Regions from separate parts of the Hordeum vulgare genome. Here region 1 is linked to region 2. A link is a contact called in public Hi-C data. All regions are on one chromosome and are shown on one strand. The core of a region is the stretch at or near the end of the contact, and the rest is flanking DNA. Distances in the headings are between cores, read along the strand shown. Region 1 holds the start of LOC123431930 (thioredoxin-like protein YLS8). Region 2 holds the start of LOC123431792.

Evidence for each region. A called contact is a pair of places that touch in the nucleus more often than the background predicts.
Region 1: a Hi-C map of leaf shows a contact between it and region 2, with 7 times the contacts expected there. The contact joins the promoter of LOC123431930 here to the promoter of LOC123431792 in region 2. A contact is called at or near these places in 2 of 6 Hi-C or Micro-C datasets (leaf and seedling).

The regions. Positions count from the first base shown.
Region 1 is chr1H:294,997,478-295,002,398 of MorexV3_pseudomolecules_assembly, forward strand. LOC123431930 (thioredoxin-like protein YLS8) reads left to right here and starts at 2,136. Exons shown (of 2, transcript XM_045115359.1): 1 at 2,136-2,420. The coding sequence starts at 2,301.
Region 2 is chr1H:294,448,659-294,453,664 of MorexV3_pseudomolecules_assembly, forward strand. LOC123431792 reads left to right here and starts at 1,435. Exons shown (of 7, transcript XM_045115357.1): 1 at 1,435-1,660; 2 at 1,759-1,789; 3 at 1,916-1,934; 4 at 2,147-2,247; 5 at 2,694-2,792; 6 at 3,464-3,639. The coding sequence starts at 1,505.

The DNA.
Region 1 (4,921 bases), core at 886-3,385, 550 kb after region 2:
CAAAATAATTACATGATAGATAATTTGATGCGTGAGGTCCGCTTTAATTTTAAATTACTTGAATATCTGAGCAACTCACGGCAAAAAAGACAAATTTAGAGTGTCGTCATATTGATTGACACATGAACTGGATTATCGCCCGTCCATATTGAATAATCTGTTGTTCTGTGGAGCAAGTTCATCGATGTCGATATCCAACCGGGTGTCCAGGACACCATCCTATGGAAGCTTTTCAATGATGGGGCCTATTCTGTCAAGACGGCCTATTTTGCGCAATTTGCAGGTCTTACTCTTTCAAACTTGCAAACCATCGTTTGGAAGGCTTAGGCCCCTCCCAAGTGTAATTTTTTTGCATGGTTGGTCACGCAAAATAGGATCTGGAAGGTGGACAGACTCCAGCGCCGTGGATGGCCCAACCGCGATCGATGCCCCTTATGCAATCAAGTGCGAGAGTCTGCGACACACCTCATGTTCAAGTGCCGCTTTTCCGTTCGGGTTAGGAATGAGGTCCCCACGTGGTTGCATCTGGATGCCAATACAATTCTTTGGCCCAACTACGCCATGGTGAGAGCATGGTGGGATGAAATTATCACCAACAACGCTCTGTCAAGAAAAGCCTTGGCATCCTTGCTCCATCTTGTGAGCTGGAGCGAAATGCCCGAGTATTCAGATCCAACGCTGCCTCGATGGTCGTGATTGTGCAGATTATTAAGGATGATGCGTCCATCTGGGCTCTGGCGGGTGCTAAGCATTTGCGTAATTTGATGCCGCGAGGGTAGGCTTATGTAATATTCCCGCTTGGCGAGACTGAACTTCTGTAACACCCTCTTCTTCTTATTCAATGAAAAGGCAAGTCTTTTGTCTCATTTTAAAAAAGTTTACTTTTCATGCAATGTTCTGAACCGATTTGTCTTTTCTAAGAGTTACTCAGATGTCTGAATGACCTGAAAATTGGATCGGACCTCACGCAATAAATTTTGTACCATGCTTTTTTTTAGAAATTTTGGAATGTTTTTTTTATTGTTTTGTCATTTTTTGACCGGATGCACATGGGCCTGGGCATTGAAACGCTCGACTCAAAAATAAATGTCTTTATGAAAAGATACACCCCTTTTACGAAAAAATGTATCTTCATGAAAATACATACTCTCTCCATTTCACTTACTTCGCATATTAGGTTTAACCTAAGTTTATGATTTCGCAAAAGATGTGACCATTGAAATTGCATTAACTGTGCCAAATTTTGATATTTCAGTGTGCACTTAAACATTGCAACTCTATACTTAAAAAAGAACTTACACATACATATTTTGAAATGAGTTTACTGAAATCTTCTAATAATACCCACAATAAAGCGCACCCTTTACAGTAGTATGCTCCTAGTACTTGTTTTTTAATTTAAATTTTGTAAAAACGAGTATCTACTTGGATGTAATTATTAAAGCTAGGGTTTTTCCTCTACGGTCATCCTCCTCTGCTAGCAGATCGCTGACCTCCTTCTTTGTCGGATTCACCGGAGTGGGTGTGCAGGAGGACCGGATCTATCGATGGGACCCATGTGTTTCCCCACTTGGCATTAGGTAGGTCTTCATGGTGATGAGGTTTCTTGGTCTCACCCTTTGTTTGGGTGATGCTTACTCGTTTCGTTAGGTGGCATGTGAAAGATGGTGTGTGTGCCTTTAGATCCGTCTTAGGTTTAAAGAAGACAACGAGATTTGCTTACAGCGCACCGTCTATGGATACAACAGTACGAACACTTCGACACATAAAGATTTGGATGCATTTTTCATTTTCCGTAAGGACTGTAAGGATCATTTTGTAAGGTGTTGTGCGACTTAATTTATGCCCTATGGCCTTTTTGCAGTTTTTTTTAGAATAAGTAAAATAAATTAAAAAGAAACTTTTCTTTTTGAGAAAAGAAAGAACAACTCTTTTTCTTTTTAGAATCTGAAAGAACAACTAGAACAACGTAAAAAAGCCTGCTCACCTTAAGTGGGCCGACATGTCAAAAACCTATTCTTTCGTGCTGTGTAGTCAGCAGGCCTCCTAACACAAGTCCTCAATTGGGCCATGGGCCGCGGCAAATCGCGCAGTCTCGGGAAGTTTCCATGGTGTTCGAGGCGGTTCTACCGAATATCTCTTCTTCCTTTTTGCGAAGGAAAAAAAGAATCGATCGAATCTCAGTGTGTTGCGTTCCACATTCCACCTCCGCCGTCTGCTGGCTACCGGTTCTGTGGTTCCAAATCCCCAAATCTCCTCGCCGATCAGCGGGGGCCACCGGCGACGAGCGCGAGGCGGCGATGTCCTACCTGCTGCCGCACCTGCACTCCGGATGGGCTGTGGACCAGGCCATCCTCGCCGAGGAGGAGCGGCTAGTTATCATCCGCTTCGGCCATGATTGGGACGAGAACTGCATGCAGGTATCGGCGATCGATCTCCTAACCAAGCGTACCTTTTATGTAATCGGTTGTGTTTGCGGTTACGCTGTGTGAATTGCTTGGATTTGTGGTACTCCGGATGTTGGATTTGTGGTACTGGACATGGATTTGTGTAATTTCGGAGGGATTGGGACACATACTGTGGCTCTTATTTAGAGAAGGTTTTGGGATCGGAATCACCCAAGGAACTGTGGCTCTTGCTGATGCTTGTAAGTGGCTCCCTAGGTAGTGCCCGTGTCTCCATGGTAGTGAATGTGCCTGCAGTATTTCCATTGCTATAGCCTTTTTACAGCAAAGAGCAGAAGTGGATGGGATGTAGGATGCCTCCCCTTTTTTCTTCGGTTCATGCTTTCACTTGATGCTGGGAGCTGCATATCACCTTACATTCTATTCTGTTGCAGATTTGATGTGGTGCACAAGTTTCTTGACAAAATTGAAAACAAAAGCACTATGGCCTGTTCCATACCTGGCCGCCAGGGCCTTCTCCAAAAATTTGGGGGCCCGGACGAAAATCAAAATATGGCCCTAATTTTTTTTAAACCATAAAACTGAAGAACTAATATAAGAGGGTGTTTGTTTCCAGGGACTTATTGGTTTAGGGACTTAAAGAAGTCCCTATAAGTCCCACCTAAACCAAACACAAGGGACTTATTGGGACTTATTGTGATGATTTGGGACTTATCAAATAAGACTCTCAGGGAGGAGCTTATTGGGACTTATACTCGTTGGCCCGCGTTGTTTCCCGCACCGATCAGTGCCCGCCGCCCCACCGCCCTACCCCGCGTCGCTCCCAGCCCCAATCGCCGCCGCCCCACCGCCCTACCCCGCGTCGCTCCCAGCCCCAATCGCCGTCGCCGCCCGCCCCGTCGCCGCCCGCCCTGCCGCCGCCCCACCGCCCCGCATCGCTGGAGTAGCCGCCCGCCCAGTCGTCGCCCCGTCCCCCGCCGTCCCGTCCCGTCGGCCTCGGCTCGTCCCCCCGCCGCCCCGTCCCGTCGCCCGTTTCTGCCTCGGTTAGTCCCGTCCCGTCGCCCGTCGCCCCGTCCCCCCGCCGCCCCGTCCCGTCGCCCATTTCTGCCTCGGCGATGCAATTAATCCAGTTTCCTGGTGATTCTTGCTAATAGCATCGTAGACAGGGATTCTTTTGCTGCTTCGTAGACAGGGAGGTATTAGCATCGGTTGTTGTCCCCACGCCAAAGGTCAAGAACAGAATAAAAGATGATTCATCTAGTTTCCTGTATAATAATAACTGAAAAATATGGACTTATAAGTCCCTGTAAACAAATAGGTAGGGACTCGGGACTTATAAGTCCCTGTAAACAAACAGGTAGGGACTCGGGACTTATAAGTTGGGACTTAAAAAAGTCCTAGGACTTATGAAACAAACAGGGCCTAAGTAAAGCATGCTCTCACTTAATTGTTTAACTTACAAAGATGGTACTAACGCAATATAACTGGTATAATATTTAGGAAATATATGACCTCATTTTTTAACTGGTATAAATAGGGCCCTAATTATTTAACTGGTACAATATGAAGGAAATATATGAAATACTAACGGTAAAATAGTAAAGATGGTACTAATGCAATATAACTTATAGACTGACCTCATTTTCTATGAAAGAGCAGCATTCTTCTAGCATTTCTTGAAATTAAATCTTCGATCAAATCTTCATAATCAATCTTCTTCAAGACATCATTTTCAAGTGCTATTATTGCCAATCCATTGAGTCTTTCTTGTGTCATAGTAGAACGCAAGTATGATTTCAACAACTTGAGTTTGGAGAAGCTCCTTTCTGCAGATGCAACTTTTACTGGAATGATTAACAAAATTATGTATGCAATAACAGCATTAGGATAGATTGAGGAGCGCTTCTTCAAAAAATACAAAATATCAAGTGGGCCCATAGATTTCTGAAGTGAGTCCTAGAGGAAAAGTAGCTTGCAGGACAATTCAAGTCCATGAATGTCTTTATGTTCTCCACTCTTAAGTGCATCTTCAAGATTAACACAAGCAGCCAACAAACTCTTGTCATCCAAGGATCGCAGCTTATCTAAAGTAAACAAGAAACCACCATGTGCATCAGCAATATTAGCATCTGGAGTTTGGTTTTGAGAATTGGGCTGAGGTTCTTTCATAACAAATTTATCGAGAGCACCCTTTTGTAATTGAGCATCTTCTTCTAGTTTCTGTTTCTTCCTTCGCTTTGAAGCACCGGAATCATACTTCCTTTCTGGATGCATGATTCTTTGTGTTTAATAAGACAAAATGTAATCTGAATCAATTCAAACTCTAAGAATTATAGCCCTTTGTGGCTAAGAAAATAGAAAAATACTTCACCTAGATGTAAGATTTTGACGCTTTGTCTACTGCATACACTAGCAAAATAAAATAGGGTTTGACGCTTTGTAAACAAAGACTTATGCTGGCAAGGGCTAATGGAAGATGCGCCGTGGCCCGTGGGGCGTGGCTGGTCGGCCGTCGG
Region 2 (5,006 bases), core at 185-2,684:
GGATTTGTTGCAGGAGAAGCTTCGCCCACTACAAGACAGGAAAGGGAGGAGGGTGGTGGAAGAGTGCTACTCTGAAGATGAGGAATTTGAAGCTCCAGATTTAGATGTAGATGAAATGAAATTTAATTTCAAATCTTTTACTGCTGCAGATATGCATGAGCCCCAGTTCCATGCAAGCCAATTGTTTTCTTCAGTGGAGCTCTTGAGGAAAGCAGTTAGAGATTACACTTGCAAAGAGAGGGTGAACATCACATTCCCAAACAATGACAAAATAAGGCTTGGTGCAAAGTGTGAGAAAGGATGCCCTTGGTATCTCTATGCATCTTGGGACAATAGGACAAATTCAATTATGGCGAAGACATTCAATGGTGAGCATACGTGTGAGAAGAAGTGGCAAGTTAGAGCCTTTACAGCTAGGTACATTGCTCACAAATATGTTGACAAGATTAGGGCATATGAGAAGATTTCATTGAAGAACTTAGCAGGTTTTGTGCAAGAAAATTGGAATATGAAAATTAAAAGGGGCAAGTTAGGGAGAGCTATGAAGATTGCATATGATATCATATATGGTGATGAGATTGTACAATACAATTTATTGTGGGACTATGCAAATGAGTTGAGGAGATCTAATCCTGATAGCACTTTCTTTGTTGAACTTTCAGATAAGGGGTAATTTAAAAAATGTTATTTCTCATTTGATGCATGCAAGAGGTTTTTTTTATCTGTTTGTAGGTCTGTTATTTTTCTAGATGGCTGCCATTTGAAGACACAATATGGAGGTGTGCTTTTAAATGTAATAGGAATGGATCCTAATGATTGCATATTTCGTGTGGCTCATGCAGTAGTGCAAAGTGAAGATACAAAAGCCCGCAGATAATTCTTGACTGTATTAAAACAAGATCTTGGCATAGATAACACAAAGCTCTGGATCGTCGAGCCGTCGTCGAGGGTCCTTCATCATCGCCGAGATCACTCCTATGGGCTGCGGCAACGGCGAAGTCGCTTCCTCCGCCTCAGGAACTACCATCGGACGACCGCCGGGTCGCTGATCATCCGCTGCCGCGCCCTTTCACAGTGCTCTGCTCCTTCCTCTGTTTTTAGTTGGGGAAGAGAATGAGAAGTGGAGAGAGAGAGAGACGGGGGGGGGGGGGGGGAACGCAAAATGACCACCGCGCCGCGCACTCACTGGTGGGCTCCACGATGACTACTGGGCCCGGGGCTGACGGGCGGGACCCGTGATGACGTGGCACGCAAGCTGATATGCGATACGTACGCAAGTGTAGAGCCAGGACTGGCTGCCTAAGTTCCAGGACCGTAGTGTGGATGTATTTGTAAGTATCAAGACTGTATTGGATCAATACTCAAGTTGCAGAATGAAAGTTGGACCTCGCCGGCAAGTTCGGGAATGATACGTGCAATTATCTCTCTGTCCGTGTCTCACTAGCAGCCCCCGACCCCAACGGACTCTCAGCCGCCTCCTGCTCTGCACACCGCGCACAGAAAAATGACGGCGGCGGTGCGGTGTGCCGAGGAGCTAGTGGAGAGGGAGATGAGCGGGCGCGACGCCTCCCACGACGCCGCTCACGCACTCCGCGTCCGGGACCTCGCGCTCTCCCTCGCCGCCGAGCAGGGCGTCTCCTCCCCGGACCGCCTCCTCATCGTAAGTCGTAACAGCCCCTCGCCAATTCTTCCACCTGATGAGCGGAATTTTGTTTATCGACATTTTTGGTTTAATCCGTGAGGGGGTTACTGCTGCAGGTGGAACTGGCTGCACTCCTGCACGACATCGGTAAGTCGCAGTTGCCCTGCTGCTTCGTTATTGATTTTGTGTACGGATTTGCTTGAGCCGATTAGCTCTCATTTGAACAAAAAACTGATGGGGAACTCCCGTTTATCGCTATCTCTGTTCGTGCAGGTGATTACAAGTATACCAAGTGAGTAAACTTCTCGTTGCTTTGCTAAATAGTATCTTCTTTCGATCTTGGAGAGTGAGAGCGAAGTTGAGTCAGAGTTAGCTAAACCGCTTATCTCATACTAGAAGTCTCGTAGTTGTCTTGTAATGTTCTTTTTACGGTGACATTGTCTTGTACGGTCGTTGAGGAGTGTTCTATGCTTGGTAAGTGTATCTGATGGGATGAATGGATAGGGATAATGCGGAGGATATGAGCATCGTCAAAAGGTTTCTTGGAGAGGTGGGTCTCGAGGAGGGACAGAAGGAGGAAATAGTGGCCATTATTACAGGGATGGGTGAGTTGTCCATCTTTGTGCATGTTTTGATGAATTGTTATATTGTATAATTGAAAAAGGAGCAGCTTCATGTACCATGTTTTTTCCTTTTCGGTCGATGCTACAGCTCACTTGGAGCACTTTGTTCAAATTTTAGTTCTTTCTAGTGTAGTTCACCCAAAAAATTTAAATGCCTGCATGCGGGCTGCGGCTTATTCTGCATGTTAATTTTTTCTCTGTATATGATTTTGCTTAGTAGCAGTCCATATTATCTCTTCAAACATCAATTCTCAAATTTTTTATGCAATAAATAAAACTTCATTGTGCTATTTCAAAGATTGCCATTGTTATCTGTTACTTGATCCGATACCCGTTAGTAGTGCTTAGTGTGTATGAGATCTTTTCTAATACCATTGCACAATGTATGTCTAACTCTTACAAAGTTACACCTGGAATCTTAACTGCAGGATTCAAAAATGAGGTTTCAAAGAAGCTTAATGCAGAGACCACTCTTGAGTTTGCAATCGTGCAAGATGCAGATCGTCTGGATGCAATTGGTGCGATTGGTAAGTATTGCTCAACCATAAATGTATGTATCTGTTCTGCATAATGGATTTTCTTTTTGAATTCTAAAAACCATACAACTATGTGGAGCACTGGTTATACACATTCTTTCTGCACGCCCGGTCTTCTGTTTGTCTTTATTTCGGCTCTGCTATTTTAAGTTCATTCAATGATTGTCTCAGCATTTGGTTTTGGCACATAGACTAGAATTAATTACAAAATATGACACTGTTGTATTTCTGCAAGCAATGCAAACAAATAGTATGTCTAGGTGTCTAGCTTCCTGGCACATTATTGATAGAACAAAAGCATTACTGATAGAGTGCAGATGTAAGACATGTGAATGTGGTATGCCGCTAGAATCTGAAGAAGAGCTAGTACTTGGAAAAATCAAAATAGGACACATCCCATGTCATTTATTTCCATGGTTGTACCTAATCTGACCGATGTTACATGAGATGTTCTGGATCCTACTGGGTTCACTAGAACTGAGAAATGCTTACGCATTCTCGATTTGTAGCTATAAAGTTTGGCCAAAGAAAATCGAGAATGCACTTTTTTGTTGTTGCTACACATCTGGTTGTATTTTGTTTATTGTTTATTCCCAAAAAGGATGCTCATACTTTATCTGAATATGTGGCGTGTCCCCTAATCTTCCCAATTAATATTGTAGGCGTTGCAAGATGTTTTACATATGGAGGGAGCAAGAACAGTGCATTGCATGATCCTAACGTACTTCCGCGGGATAATTTGTCAAAGGAGAAGTACATGTCCAAGGAGGAGAAACAAACATCAATTAATCATTTCCATGAGAAGCTTTTTAAGTTGAAGGACATGATGAAGACAGAGGTCAGGGCTGAGCTATGAAATACTGGTCCCTTTTTTTTTCTGCTGTACATTTGTCTTGTCTAAACCCAGAAAGAAAGCATTGCCGCTTTAGCATTGCCGCTTTAGACTTATTGAGCCTAGTAAGAGTATTAGAGTTGTGTTAAGGTTTACTTGGCTTCAGTTACACATAGCCAGAGTATATTTAAGTGAGATCCAGTTTACTAATAGTCCCGTTATATATGTTAGTGTAGTCTGTGTACTAATACATGCCGTTTAGAATCTGTGTCAGTCAAATATTTTTCAATACACAATGAATAACTGCCACTGACAACATCAAATTGATACTGCCTGATTCATCATGAAATTACTTATAGAATTGTTTTTTAAATTTAGAAGAATACATTTTCAAAGTTGATGGTCATACTCATATCTCATATGTCACGGTGGATATCATTTCAAACTTTCGATGTTGTAATCAACATATATTTTGACATGGAGGTAGTACTAGTTACAATCCCTTGTTATTACTACCATATATCGTTCTCGGTACAAACACGACGCATATGTTGGCAATTTTTTTAAAATAATACATTTTTAATTAAATTTTAGAAATATTATGCAGGTTCAAAAAATTGTACTTATAATACACAGTCGGTTGCACGGTGGCCGAGTAGATCCAGTCGGCTGTACCGAAGCCGACAGGAGGTAGTAGGCCGATAAGTGGCCACTCGGCCACGTGGCAGCCGATAACTTGTCGGAGCACGTCACTCGGCCTGGGCAGGATCCAGTCGGCCACGGCGAAGCCGACTGGGCAGTCGGCTGAGGCAAGGCCGATAGGGGCCAGCTCACCCTGCGCCCCCTTCTTTCTCCTCTCTTCCCCCCTTGTTCCTCCTCTCTTCCTTTTTCCCCCTCTCTCTCCACATGAAAATGCATCAATTTTTCTACGAGATTTGAGCCGATTTCTTCCCCGTTTTCCATCGTGGTTGGATTCTAGAGGGTTAGGGGAGGCAACACCCACAACACCATGCCCTTCGTCGATGCAGAGCGCTTGCCCTTCGTCGACGCAAAGCTCTTGCCCTTCGACGATGAGCTACTCATGGCCTTGGTACTCGGCATGAAGATATCGTCTTCGTCCTCATTGTCGCCCATAAAAGAGAATGTTCTACGCCCTTGTGTAGGTGCCGGCCTTTCTTCTTCCATCTTTCATTCAACCTGAGAAGTTCTTTCCGTATCTCCTCAAAGGTCCTGGGAGGCCGCCCACTCCTAGCTAATGCATGAGCTAACTCATTCAGTAGGACGTCACTACTGATGAGTTTGTCCGATGGAACTATTCTATCGTCTATCTTGAAATTGCTGGCTAAACGCAGAAGACAAGATAACATACCAAT